2 separate regions of the Oryctolagus cuniculus genome follow, and region 2 is linked to region 1. Evidence: chromatin contacts called from public Hi-C data. All regions are on one chromosome and are shown on one strand. The core of a region is the stretch at or near the end of the contact, and the rest is flanking DNA. Distances in the headings are between cores, read along the strand shown. Region 1 holds the start of KCTD4 (potassium channel tetramerization domain containing 4). Region 2 overlaps GTF2F2 (general transcription factor IIF subunit 2).

The links. A called contact is a pair of places that touch in the nucleus more often than the background predicts.
Region 2: a Hi-C map of liver shows a contact between it and region 1, with 3 times the contacts expected there. The contact joins the enhancer-like site here to the promoter of KCTD4 in region 1. A contact is called at or near these places in 2 of 6 Hi-C or Micro-C datasets (ear pinna and liver).

What each region holds. Positions count from the first base shown.
Region 1 is chr9:64,325,990-64,333,526 of mOryCun1.1, reverse strand. KCTD4 (potassium channel tetramerization domain containing 4) reads left to right here and starts at 2,602. Exons shown (of 2, transcript XM_051850044.2): 1 at 2,602-2,818. All of the region lies in intron 4 of GTF2F2 (general transcription factor IIF subunit 2), which reads right to left.
Region 2 is chr9:64,388,029-64,395,546 of mOryCun1.1, reverse strand. GTF2F2 (general transcription factor IIF subunit 2) reads right to left here. Exons shown (of 8, transcript XM_002712960.5): 8 at 3,046-4,612. The coding sequence ends at 4,493. Among named protein-coding and RNA genes, the nearest start is that of SLC25A30, 54 kb to the left of the region's middle. Within about 2 kb of position 5,821, at least 1 of the 8 cell types and tissues checked has an H3K27ac peak or open chromatin away from gene starts, as enhancers often do.

The sequences.
Region 1 (7,537 bases), core at 1,353-3,852:
CAATTGGCTGCTCTTAAATAACCCCACATCACTGCTTTCTTTCTTCCTCTCAAATAAATAAAACCGGAGTGGGAATTTAGCTGGAAATGCAGATGCCTACACCCCACACCACAGGTCTTGAGGCGATACACAGCTCAGGCCCCTGATTCCAGCTTCCCACCAGTGCAGACCCTGGGAGGCAGGGTGACAGGCCAAGTAACTGGGCTCCTGTCACTCACATGCAGGAGACCTGGAGTGCAATTCAAATGGGAGCCAGTATTGTGGTTTAACGGGTTAAGGTTTGAGTTCCAGCTGTCCACTTCTGATCCAGCTCCCTGCTCGTGCACCTGGGAAAGGAGTGGAAGACGGCCCAAGTGCTTGAGCCAATGCAACCATGTGGAAGACCCAGATGAAGCTATTGGCTCCTGGCTTCAGCCTGGCCCAGCCCCAGCCCCAGCTGCTGTGGCCATTTGGGGAGTGAACAGCATATAGAAGATCTCTATCTCCCTCTCTCTCTCTGTAACTCTGCCTTTCAAATATATAAATCGTAAAAAAACAAAAAAACCTTCAAATGCTTCTTAAACCCCCAAAGAAACACATTCTCATATACTTTACACTAAACTATACTTCTTTTCTTCTTCAAAATATTGCTTACAATCTTAAGGGAAAGATATTAAATATTACATTTTATTTTAAAAGCACCCACTTGCTTACTATGGCTGTTAAATATAGATCCTATTCATTAAATAGGAATGCTTACTTAAAACTACTTTGTTGACCCCATTTGAAAGAACATAATTATTTGACAATACACCTTTTAATTCTTGTACATTTATCAAATACTTAATAAGTGGCTATCCTGTAAAAGTAACTCAAGAGCACATTAGAAACAACAAGGATAAAGTCAACATGGCTCCTGCCCTCAAGAGCACAGAGCAGCCATTCTCAAATGTCTGTGGCAAATATTCATAGACAGGCTGACACACCCATTCTACAGAGCATACACAATAAATCTCAATTTCATTTCAAAAGAAAATGAAAAGTTCAGACAAGCCCTAACGAGCTTTTGTTTATGTGACTTTTAGCTATTAAAATCTACCATATTAGAAATGAAAACTAGAAAACTTTTAGAGAATGAGCATGAAAACAGCTTAATGTAATTATGAAAAGGTCTCAGGCATCCTTTACTCATATTCCCAGACCACATTTTGAAAGCTCCTAGTCTAGCTGGATGGTAAAAAGGCATACAGATAGTAGACAATTTTAAATCAGCAGAAGCATTTATGATACACCTCCACTGAACTCCTTTCCATGCTAATGAAGGCTTTCCGTTCCCCAATATCAAACACAGGGACAGATGCCCACAGCCTGCCATACGATACTGGATAGCAGGTCAATCTCTGGTACTCCCACATGCTTCTGCTCACACTAGGCTGGAACTTGTTTATGCTAGTTTCAGTATTTATGCAATTCTATTATATAACACATAAGCCCATCAAATTATGAGTATAAGTGAGGGGGTAAGCTTTGTTAATACTTGATATAAACTGCCGGAAAAAATTTAGGTATGTGTGAGATAAGCAGAGACAGGAAGAGAAACATAAGAATCTAGAAAGATCTGCACCTGTGTTGCTTCATAGTGTCTTAAGTTCTTGTTCCTTTTTGAAGCAACCAAAACTGAAAATCTAAACTAAATTATGGGTTTAATTTTTCCAGGAAAGAAAAAGCAGATGGTCATTCAGCACCCCATACTCAAAGGCCTTGTCTTCCATGTAATCAGCAGCTAAATGTACTTTTATAAGTTTTAAAATTAAATATTAAAGCAGGATGGGGCCAGCACTTGGCCATTTCTTCAATACTTCTTGGATTCCAGGAAATATTCATGGCTCCTTTCTAAATTCTGGCATACCTACCTCTCCTCTTTGTCTAGCCTGGCTTGTTAACTGGTTTCTGCTACTTGAAAACAAAAGAATCTTAGTACAAACACCTTTGGTGATGGTATATTGTTTATGTACTTCCTATCACTTAGTTTCAGAAAATTTTAAAGCACAGGTTACATAAAGTACATCTTATAAAAATAACTGAAGGCTTCTAGTTATGATTCTGTCACTAATTAGCGCTAGTTTGCAGAAGTAAATTCACATCTCTGTGCCACAGCATCTATATAATGAAGCCATTGGAACCTGTGGGATCTTCTCTACTTGTATTTCACTACAAAAACATTGGCCTTCCTCTCCAACTGAGGGTGTTTGATTACTTCATTGGTGCTATTTTGTTTGCTCTAGTACATTCTAAGGGAGCCAATATAATTAAATTTTCTTTGAGCAAAAACTACAGGGAAACTGTTTCTCAGAGCAGCAGCAACAACAAAACATTAAAAAACTGCCCAAGACGTGAAAAAGGTCAAAATGTTGTTCTAGGCCGAATCTTCCTACTCTGCATTTGAACTTGAGATGTACTCTTTTTGGGACAACCGAAATGACTGAATAGCCCTTTTCATCTGCTAAGGAAATTCCTAGGTGACACAAGCAGTGAGTAAGCAGGAAGGGTGCTCACTGGTGCTGGCACTGGCACGTAAGCAATGAGATCAGGCATGTCAGGAAGTCACAGGCATCAGGATGCTAGAGGCATCCATTCCCACTCTGCACCCAGCTGAATGTGGAGGCCTTGAAGAGCTCACTGGACTCCAGGTAGAAGAGACCAAGGGTGTTAGCAGCCAAGATTTTGGGGTGATCCTCAAGACTGCAGTACTCCCCTGGTTCTTCTGTATCTCCCACCTGTGTCTACACTCTCAGGAAAAGGACAAGAGATATTCCCAGAGACGAAGTGCATTTCAAAGGTAAACCATTTTTCATTTCTAATTGTCTCCTTTCTTTACACATGAGGCAATTTCTTCACAGTTTTCTGCTGTTGCTACCCTGTGGTTCTCAGATGAAGCCTATTAATACAAGCCACTTGGCATTTTAACCAGATAGGCAAACTTCCTATCCTAGTATTAATATAGAAGTTGGTCTTTATTCAAATATGCAAATATGTTCTTATCTCTATTTACTTTTCAAGAATCTTAGGAATAAAAGATGATGATCAGATTAAAGTAACCTAACCCTTTAGGGTTAGCATTTGATGATCTCAAAGGTAATGAATGATCAGTCACATAATAATATTCAAATCAGAAATATAATGAGGTTTCAAAATGTTTATGGAGGACTAGGATTAAAAGATACTGTGCCTTTTCCATGAACATTTTGAAGGCCCCTCCTATGTTCAGTGTGCTGTGGCCGTAGCAGCCATTTGGGGAGTGAGCCAACAGAAGGAAGACCTTTCTCTCTGTCTCTCTCTCACTGTCTATAACTCTACCTGTCAAATAAATACAAAAAAAAAAAAAGCTTGCTGTCTAAAGATGAACAAATTATCATTTAAATTTGTAATTTCCATCTTGCAGTAAAGTAACACTTGAAACAAGGAGGGGGATGTATAAAAATACCTAAAGCATTAGGAAACACATCCTTCTGGAAAACTCATGTCTCCTGGAGCACTGACTTATACCACACTGCTACTTTGATCAAATAGCGCTCAAGTCCACAGCAGAACTTAAGACCCCTGCATTTAGGAAGACTGCAACAGAGCTGAAGACTCAGTACTCATGAAACACTTACAGACCAGCTAATGGTATTAACTCAGCTGAATATGCTACAAATTCCATTGATTTTGTATCCTTCGTAACTCTTGGTCTCTTTCCCACGTTTAACTAGTAACAGTAGTCATCCCATATACTAGTTTAGTTCTTTATGATTTTCCAGATATTCTGAAATTATGAGACCCTCACAACGAAAGGGTAGAGATTTCAACCCCACCATTGATCCTTGAGATCAATCCCCTTTCTTGAGCTCATCCTTTTCCTTAATAGGGCACTTTTTGTTTGGTTTTGACAGGCAGAGTGGACAGTGAGAGAGAGAGACAGACAGACAGAGAGAAAGGTCTTCTTTTGCTGTTGGTTCATCCCCCAATGGCCGCTGCGGCCGGTGCGTTGTGGCCAGTATACCGCGCTGATCCGAAGGCAGGAGCCAGGTGCCTCTCCTGGTCTCCCATGCGCGTGCAGGGCCCAAGGACTTGGGCCATCCTCCACTGCACTCCCGGACCACAGCAGACAGCTGGCCTGGAAGAGGGGCAACCGGGACAGAATCTGGCGCCCCGAACGGGACTAGAACCTGGTGTGCCGACGCCGCAGGCTGAACTCACACACACACACACACTCCTCACTGGGCCCACTCCCAAAGATTCTGTGTTTACTGTGTTGTGGAGCATTTGTATAACCTCCACAGATAACTTTAATTCTTTCTTTGTCTCTCTTCATCCTCCTTTACACACACACACTTCCCTCCCTCCGTTCTCCTCTCCCCTTAAATTTCATTTTCTTGTGACATGAGGGGAAGAGCTCACGGGGCTGCCTAAATATTTCATTAACTCAAAGATGACATCAATTGTAATATTCCCCATTATTCACAGTATCATTAGAAACATAAAATGCTGCCACTAAACTTTGACAAGCCAATCATTTTGACATACTTCAATTTCAGAAACATCAAGTATGAAAAAAAATGTGAAATACGCTCGAGTTCTCTGTCCCTAATTTAAAACTGCTCTACTCTGTAAATAAGAAAGCACATTTGTCCCATAAGTCACATAGCCTTTACGTCTGTTCAGGCTCCCTTCTCCCCCTGCAGACACAGAGGATGTGAAGACAGCAACAGAAGGAACAATGGGAGGGGACAGCATTGGGGAGAAGAGACCCTCTTTGGTCACTGAACACCATCATCTTCAGGCATGTCCCTCATCTTGAGATCATAGATAATGGTTATTAACTTAAAACATCTCCTTCCCTGAGATGGGAAAACTTCAGTTTGCAAATGGCACTATAAAAATGAGCTCTATGCAACATTATAATTTCAGTGTTCATTTGATGGCACACACAAGTGTTCTGCTCATCTGGTTACAATAAAAATTCCCAGTGAATAATAAGGCATAGGCCACACTTAAAAGGATTATTACAAAAATTTAAAGTGTGACTTCTGCTTAAAAAATTATAAAACATAAGATTCCCTGAAACATTCACGTCCCAAAGTGCATTTAAAATATGAGTTACTATGATTTATAAGTTGTCAAGTTTACCTCTGTAATGAAAAGCAAAGTAATGAGGAATGGAATTTTACCTAAACTTCTTGGTTAGTCTGTCATTTTAATTTGTGCTCCTTTTAACAAACAAGGCTTTCTTCTTGTCTACACTCCTCAAATGAGGCTAACAAATTGGCTAATGCAGCCAAGGTTCTTGGGCTTCTAGGAAGACTCAGTTCAACACCACAAAATATTTACACAAGTGCATTCATGAGACTGGAATGAAAGTCACTTGACCTTCAACCAGAGGTTGTGTTCAAAGAGTCCTAGCAAGGTCCAAGCACTCCACATAGTTATGAGATGCTGTGGTCAGTTACCTAAGGTAGCTGACACAGTGCTTGTGTTAGTACCATATCAGCTCCAGGCAACATTTAACGAGATGAATTTTGTATTTCAAAATGAAACTGAGGTTTTGCCATTCAAATAGAATTGGAGTACAGGCCGGCGCCGCGGCTCACTAGGCTAATCCTCCGCCTTGCGACGCCGGCACACCGGTTCTAGAACCCCTGGTCAGGGCGCCGGATTCTGTCCCGGTTGCCCCTCTTCCAGGCCAGCTCTCTGCTGTGGCCAGGGAGTGCAGTGGAGGGTGGCCCAAGTACTTGGGCCCTGCACCCCATGGGAGATCAGGAGAAGTACCTGGCTCCTGCCATCGGATCAGCGCAGTGCGCCGGCCACAGCTCACCGGCCGCGGCGGCCATTGGAGGGTGAACCAGCGGCAAAGGAAGACCTTTCTCTCTGTCTCTCTCACTATCCACTCTGCCTGTCAAAAAATAAAGAACTGGAGTACATACAAAAATCCCTGATTCCTAAAATACATCAATACATTCCATGGTATAATTTATTTTTATTTTTAAACAAACCACAAAGGCTAATGTAAAATATTCATAGCTGACTATGAAAATGAATGTTTCTCACATTCAATGCTATTAACAGGAGGCAGTGAAGAAGCCAGTCCCATGTTAAAAAGAAAAAAAAAAAGGGAAAGAAAAACTCAGTTTGTGAAAAGAGAGGGAAGATCAAAACACAGATCAATGACCTTGAAAATGTGAGGAAGTTCAGGACTGGGATACAGTAAAAACTAAAGGTGTTTCTCCAACTGTGGCTGCTTTTACTTTCTTTCTAAGGTCATGGGACTAATCCATTGAAAAGATAGGCACAGACACAATCAGGTGAAAACAACAAAAATCATTTGGTAGAGGCAGAAAGAGAAGTACTATGTTCTTTCCAAAGGCATGAAAAGGAGTGTTTGAATTCCATGGAGGAGTGGTTTATTAATCTTGGGGAATAATGAAATCTAATATCTTCCACTTAGGGGAGATCCCTTCCTGGTAAAATCTACTTCCTTCTATGACATGAGATCATCTCTGGCGAATATATGGAGCAAGCATCTATGATGATGATGTCCTATGTAGATAATGGTGGTGACATGGACCTCACTTCCCTATAGGAGTGGGTGGAAGAGATGGGATTTCCTCCAAATGGCCTGAAATGAGTTAATAATGCATATGGTAGGATACCAGCATTACCTCATAGTGGAAGGTTCTGCCAGAATTTGGTTAGGCATTAGGCCCAATTGACTGCAGGCTAGGCTAATACCAAGGCAAGGACCTGTTTAAATTCTCAAAGTTGGCTCATGGGCTCTTTCATATGAGCAATTACAGATGTCTCAGATAAAGGTGATCAAACTCTAAAACAAGGCTAAGGTACCGAGGATCCTACTTTTCAAAATTTTGCATCCTCTGCCTGCAAAGTCAGATGAAAGCCTTAAATCTAGAGGTCAAATACATCTAGGTGAGCTAATCTTTGATGTATGGATTAAATCTTTTATGCTGAAACCTATCCATTACAGTTTCTATCTGCAGTGAAGATGACAGTCACATAAACCAGGTATGTGTTCTAAGCACCATTTTTATAATTGTCGGGCTAGCAAGTAAATACAAACTTAGAACAGAACTAAGAGAGGTCAACCTGCTCTTCTACTGAGGCGCATGTGTACCGTAACAGGCAGCAATGATCAACAAACCCCTGCAATGTCTGTGAACTGCAACTATGTTGCTTTAATGGGGGGCAATGTGGACGAACGCAGATAAGGTGGGGCTACCGGGTGCCATTTTTCAAATCGCAAACTAAAGAAAAGTCCTGTGGATCTGTATCAGCTTTTACTTAGACACTAAGACAAGCCTTCATTTACACATCTGCAGCCAGGCCTAGGTGGTAAACAAATCATACATGTCAGGGGTGCAGAAGCCAAGAGCACCAGAGGGAAGAGAACGAGTAAAAGCAATCAAGGGTGAGGGGCACAGTCTGCCAAGGCAAGCCTGCAGACACAAAAGCACTCATCAGTGCCCGTTGGCAATCTGGCAGCAGAAACCAGGAGTCAGTGAGT
Region 2 (7,518 bases), core at 4,572-7,071, 59 kb before region 1:
AGTGTACAGTACTGCATTCAAATGCTTTAGAAACGGGAAACCCATGTAGAGCATAAGTGACGATGAATTCGCTGGGATACTCTGTTCACACGTCTGTCCCCACACAGCATGGTACCCGGTCACATTCCCGTTTCCTGCTAGACTATGAACAGCTCTTCTGCCTAGCACTTTCATATCCCTAGTGCCTGGGGCATATTCATGCTTAGTAAATATTTGCCAATGAAGTCAACACCGGCTGTTGCTTCATGACCACACCAGATCATAGTTTTTAGTCCAACAACATATTCTTCTGGTCAATTTATATTTCTATAACATAATTAAAAAAAAAAAAAAAACCTCAAGGTGATTTAAATACAAATTCCCAACACTTTACAGGTATACTTCATGAAAATTCTTGAAAGCCTTAAATGAATCAACAGAAGTCAGTTTAAACTGGAAGCCAAAGAATCTGAAAAATCCTTTTTAATTTACATGGCTTCTAACACAATGCGATAAGATTTTCTTAAAAGAAACTATTAAATGGGCCGGTGTTGTGGTGTAGTAGGTTAGTCTTTTACCCATGGTGCTGGCATCCCATGTGGGCGCTGGTTCGGATCCTGGCTGCTCCACTTCCTATCTGGCTCTCTGCTGGTGCACCTGGGAAAGCAGTAGAACATGTTCCAAGTGCTTTGCCCCCTGTACCCATGTGGGAGATCCAAGGGAGCCTCCTGGCTTTGGCTCTGGCCGTTACAGCCATTTAGGGAGTGAACCAGTGGATGGAAGACCCCCCCCCCCCCGCCCCGTAACTCTGTGTCTCAAATAAATAAATAAATAAGATGGTGGTACCTGCTCAAAAGAAAGAACACAGGAGGAAAAAAAGGATGGGGATATGTTGGGGGGAAAGGTGAGGGTCAAACATGACCTTCGATCCCTACTTTAGACCATATGAAAATGGCACTGGGCTTAGCAACCTGCTCTGGACTCACGTCAGAAAGAAAATGGACTGAAAAAGGAAGCAGTGGGCAGCGTGTTGTCTCGTGTTTCGAGGGGAGCACTCTGGCAATCAGGCAGCGTGCTGAGAAGGCAGGTCTGACTCAGGAGGGCTCCATCTTGGAGCCCACTCTTGAGCTGCACCCTCCATCCGGGCACCCGAAGCTGAAGACGATACAAACCCAGGCAGGGAAGGTGACTTTCAAGGTGGAAGTGTCCCCTTCATCCTGTGGGAGGGGGCTGGGAATCTGCACCCCAGGAGAGATGCTAAAGACAAATGCCCACTATTCACAACTCTGCCTGGGGTCAGCTCCATTTTCCTGGTTTGCAAGTTGGACTGGGGGTAGGGGCCAGCAGAATTCTGGTAGAGGACACTCTGATTCGGTCCCATGGGGAGACGTCTCCTGAGGTCAGGGCCAGCACTCATGATGTATGGTGGCCAGGAAACAGCTCCATAAAACGAACGTTTCCTACCTCTCTGCATTTTCTGAGGATTCAATGAGACATTTTAGAGCATTTAACACTCTACCAGGAACACAGGCGCTGGTAAGTGGTTACTATTATTTCAGTGATATGTACCACCAGCAATAAAAATCAATTCCTATGGAAAATTTTCACAGACCATCGTAAACAATCACAACTCTGCTGAAATCTGTAAGAGCCACTCACAACACAACAGAGAAGAATCTGTTCACCTTTTAGATATATCACGCTAGAAGTTACTGTGGCAACAATTCCAGATCTTTCCAATGCCGAGCAACCATAATCTTAGGACATTTAAAACACACCCGTGCGCACTGAGTCTAACAATCTCATCCATTAAATATGGCCTTCCTGTCCTCTTAGGACGGGACAGCTCCCCAGAGATGTGCATCTCCCTTATCAGCTTTCCCCTTCTCTCTTCATCTCATAGCAACCACAGGGCTGAGCACTCTTTGTCTTCTTAATTTTTGGATGACAAAAGCATGTTTATCAAAGCAAGAGAGTCCTGAAACAAAAGAATAAGGAAACCCAGGTGGAAGGGCTCTTCCTCCAGGATTAAAAGCCAAAGTTTAATATTAAATAAGAGAGCACCGCAAATATGAATCAGGAATGGCACCAGTCTATCACCTAGACTAACTATTCTACTGAAGAGACAATAAATTTTTTTTTTTTTTTTTTTTTTTGACAGGCAGAGTGGACAGTGAGAGAGAGACAGAGAGAGAAAGGTCTTCCTTTGCCGTTGGTTCACCCTCCAATGGCTGCCGCTGCAGCCGGCGCACCGCGCTGATCCGATGGCAGGAGCCAGGATCCAGGTGCTTTTCCTGGTCTCCCATGGGGTGCAGGGCCCAAGCACCTGGGCCATCCTCCACTGCACTCCCTGGCCATAGCAGAGAGCTGGCCTGGAAGAGGGGCAACCGGGACAGAATCCGGCGCCCCAACCGGGACTAGAACCCGGTGTGCCGGCGCCGCAAGGTGGAGGATTAGCCTATTGAGCCACGGCGCCGGCTGAGACAATAAATATTTAAGAGACCCAAGCACATACAACTGGTGTGATGAGGTAACAGATAACTAAGAGAAGCAAAGGAAACCACCTTTACAAAAATATCAAAGCACAGCTTCACATAAGACACAGGTCTGCCTCCAGACACTGAGCCGGGGCAATCTATAACTGGGAGGTAATGGGTGTATCACATGTTCTTGCATCAGAATAATGTGGAATAAGACAACTTGAGGTGGCCTCGGCAATACTTCTGTATCAGAATTTTGTTTTATACTGGGAATGCAAAGACAATTTTTCTGAGCACAGTGGCACTCAACAGTGGCACCAGAATTCTGGTGTTCTGCTGTTGGAAGTAAATAATACAGAAAATGATTTGTCTCCACAGATATTTTCTTGTTTTGTTTTAATTATATAACATTTTCTTACATTTTTGGCATTTGCTACTTCTTGGTTGCACGCTCCAGAAGAGCTGACAAAATGAACAAGTATAAAAACAATCTTTCACTGAGCTTAGTTTGCTAATAAGTTTTTCGTTGTTTTGCTGGTCTTGTTTGAGTGTATAATTTTGGATTCTAAGTGAGGAAAAACTTTAATCATGTACACGCATTGCTTTTATTTAAAATTAAAGAGAAGAGTAAAAGAAACATTTTTATGTCCCAGGAAGTGAAATTAACTTTGTTGGTCTCAGTCCCACCCCACAACCCTCCTTTAGAGTATCCACACCATTTGTCCCATATGTGCCTGCTGTAGAATTCTGGGAGCAAAAGCATCTTAACTGCGTGTCCAAGGCCTGATACAATTTTTAATTATTTAAAAAGCAAATAATGGCTGGCGCCACAGCTCAATAGGCTAATCCTCCACCTGTAGCGCCGGCACACTGTGTTCTAGTCCCGGTCGGGGCGCCGGATTCTGTCCCGGTTGCCCCTCTTCCAGGCCAGCTCCCTGCTGTGGCCCGGGAGTGCAGTGGAGGATGGCCCAAGTGCCTGGGCCCTGCACCCGCATGGGAGACCAGGGAAGCACCTGGCTCCTAGCTTTGGATCAGTGCGGTGCGCCGGCCGCGGCAGCCATTGGAGGGCGAACCAACGGTAAAGGAAGACCTCTCTCTCTCTCTCTCACTGTCCACTCTGCCTTTCAAAAAAAAAAAAAAAAAAAAAAAGGCAAATAAAAGAACATTTTATTTATTTTAAAGTTTTAGAACAGAGAAGGAGAGACAGATCTTCTCATCAGCTGGTTCACTTCCCAGATGGCTGCATTGGCCAGCACTGGGCCAGGCAGAAGCTAGGAGCTTCTTCCAGGTCTCCTATGTGGGTTGCCATTAGCAGGGAGTTGGACTAGAAGTGGAGCAGCTGGGTCTTGAACAGGTGCCCATATGTGATGCCTGCATTGCAGGTGGCGGCTTTACCTGCTATGCCACAATGCTGGCTCCAAGAAAACTTAACTGAGCAGGTTTTTGTCCATTTCTCATATCGACATCAGTAGAGTACAATGAACTAAGGATGAAAATTGACATTTCACTACAAACTTCAATGCTTTCCTTTTATTAATATGTGTTTGAGTATGAAACACGGTCATTCCACCACCACCCCCCCCTTTTTTTAAAAAAAGGTTGTTCTCCAGCAATTTTGGAATATGGAACTTTGGCTTTTTATTCTTCTTAATAGTTTCAGTAACTGACTTTCCTCTCTTCGAATCTGCATTACTTCTGTTCCTCAGAGATAGAAGAAGGACAGTCTTAATTTAGAAAACAAATTCCTAATTTTACATTGTAAAAGTAATCATTTAAAAAGAAAAATCCTTTTCATCCCCAACCCTATCCTAGTCATGGATAATCTGGTTTGATACAAGTCTATAAATAAATTTTCTTCTCAAAAAAATTTATGAAACTTTATAAGAAATAGAGGTTTGAAAAATTGACCAAGAGAAACCCAAGTACCAGCCATGTTACTGCTACTGACACAGGCGCTCAGTGTTCCAGAATCATCGCTGCGGCCTCAGTGTCACCCTGCACGGGCTCCACCAGCCAGCCTGCCCAGAGTCCGCTTAGTCACTCTTTTCTTCTCCTTGATAGTGTCTGTATTCTGGCTTCAGCTCCCATGTGTTTTTGTGGATCCCTTTTACATTCTGAATACCAATTTCTTTCAAGATTTCCTTCAGGTAGCCCTAAAAACAAAAACGAAAACACCCAACAGATGAGATGACAAAGAAACCAAATTTAAAATAGCATGATCTACCAAAGCACATTTATGAGTAATAAAAATGATGATCCGAAAGCTTATTAATAAGATTTCTATACAAACAAAACTGCCTTTTGATTCTTTCCGTGCAAAACATTAAGTGCATAAATTATTTACATGAAAGGGTTGGAACACCAGCAACTTGAAAACTTAGAAAACACAACCTCCCCTGAGTTTAGTGGCTGCAAGGACTCAGATCTTTGGGAAAGTAAAGCTCAAGGAAGCAAACATGTGACAGGTACCCAGAATGTTCAGCTCTCAGGGGGGCTCTCCAATGTGCTACCAGGCCACTTGTGTTTTCTGTGTAATGAGGAACACTGGGGTTCCTGCTTACTATTTGTGCACTGGCCAAGTTGATCAAGACAGGGTGAAGAGTAAGTATTGAGACCTACTACAATCCAGGGAGCTGCAGTGTTCCTGTGCGTGGCTCTTCCAAAGGGAAGAATCTGTGTTATGATACTTTAGGCCCCCTGAAATTTCAAGACATTCACCAAATGATCATCATATGTGGGAGTCTTCAAAAAGCTCATAAAAAATGAATATTACAAACTGTGTGTGGGCTTCAAAATTTTGTGCACCGAAGTAAACTTACTTTTGAATTCCACTTCCACAAACTTATTGAAGTACCCTTGTGTTCACGGCAATGCTGGTCATATTCACTGTAAAAACCCCACCTTTGCTTGCCAGTGCCCAGGGCTGGAAAGTAAGGCCAGTATAAATCACACTACCTCCTTCCTGGGAAAGAACTGAAAAGTGGATTTTTTTCCCCTACAGAAACAACCCAACAATAAATTTTGTGTGTACGCTGCAAAGAAACAGTTACATAATGATGACTCATCCCATTGATGGAAGATTTAATTTCATTAATTGAAATCAGGCACTGATTAGAAAAATGGCTGAGACATTCTTGCCTAAAAAAATACTAGGGCAGTGTCCTTCTCTGATACAATGCTAGACTGCCTGCCTCAGAACGGCAAGCTTATGAAGTCAGTCCCACGTTGGGCCTAGGAATTTGCAGTGACTCACTTAATTACACTCGAGTTCTACCATGTCTGCTTTAAGGATCCTCCTAGCTCTGACACTCTGTAAGGACCGTGAGTCCTTGGCGTGTGGATCCAGTCTCCAAGCCTCAATACTGCTGGAGCAAACTTGTTACCAACAAAACCGAACGCCACCTGACACGGACTGCTGTGACGCTGTACAGTCCATAAGGTCCTTCAGTTAGGGGTAGGCTGTTACCTAGAAACCGTGCAGCCGACCTCCACTGTGAACTACGCAGGTCCCATTCCAGCAGCCAGGCAGCAGGTGGCAGCACTGCACCAAATGAACAATGGGTTTCCCAAGGCGGCTTGCCGGCCTCCCACACCTTTCTTCAGCCTGCTTCACTAGAGGGCCCATGTGAATGAGTAAGCACAAAGGCGCTTGAGACACCCAGGTAATACGCACGTCTGCCATCTGCCACTTCGAGTCACATTTTAAAAATGGGACACTGTTCACTTTCTAACTGAACAGGATTCATAAGTGGAAAATGACGGGTTAGGCACAAACGACTCTCAGTGTAGGCGCCAAGACTGACATCTTTGTAAAATTCCACAGAATGGTCTATTGTAATACTGGCTAAGACCCTGTTGCACAATCACACAATTGTGGAGGTACTGCAGTGGGTCACACACGATAAGAACAATTGCTCAGAGCATACTGAGAGCCCAAGAGAAAAAGAGCTCTCGATCTCAAGTCTGGTGTGCTTGGCTATAATCTAGGCAGAGAAAATGAAAGGCCTAAAAAGAGTTAAAATCCAAATCATTAAGAAAGGTAAGTGTACAAATTCAGTGTCTTTCACCCTCATATGGTAATCTAGTACAGTGCTCAGAATAGATGTCACCTTTAACCCTTGCAGCAGTAAGAATGGATGAGCTCAAGTCTGTCCATTTGTGAAGCAGCATAACAAAATCAGGTTCACAGTGTCTAGTCATGGTATCTTACAGAATTTTGGGGAGAGGGGATCAAACACTTTGGATGTCTCAAACTGCAACCTAACTCCATGTTACCCTAACCAAATAAATTAGCTTAGCAAGGGAGTAGGCACAAAGCAACAGGAGATACAGTAATAATCTCAAGTCTCGCCTGTGATTGCCTTGGCAGGACCAGACCCAAAGACCTTCTGGGCCTCACACTGCCTGCGGGCTGGATGTTCTCCACCCTTGCTTTCAGACTAGGCTCAAATGTCATTTTCTCAGAGAAAATTTCCCTAACAGCTTCGCCCCTATTGTGGTGTGTGTTGCTCCTTGTGAATCTAAGTCTATTGGTATTTTAATTACGATTAATGCGACCATGCCTTGAGAGTACCAACTCCATTTTGAACTTCATATCACAAGCTGTCACTGGCCAAGCAGCTGGCTGACAGCAAAGAGGCCTGCTACTTCACCCTGGCTGACTGACAGCTACACTGATAACTGTACTTTTTTCTCCAAGGCTGACAACTGGAAGTTAAGATCACACACTTTCTGGGGTAATAAATACTAGGGCCTTCAGCTCACTGTGACTCCATCCCGTACAAGCATTCACTCTGACAGGGAACTGGACATTGGAGGCTCTGCTGGAGTCAAAACCCCCTTACTTTGTGGCTGATGACTTGACAGCGTGACAGCATCTGGGACCACTGCGCATTACCTTGGGGGGGGGTGAGTCTTCCCGTGCTATTTGGAAAATTGCCTCCACGGATGCATGGAGTTTACTTTGTTCCCAGCATTCCATGCTTGAGTAATTTCCTTTTACCTATTTCTGCCAACCTCTTCAATATTTTCCTTTTGCTTTATTTTTGTGTATTCTGCC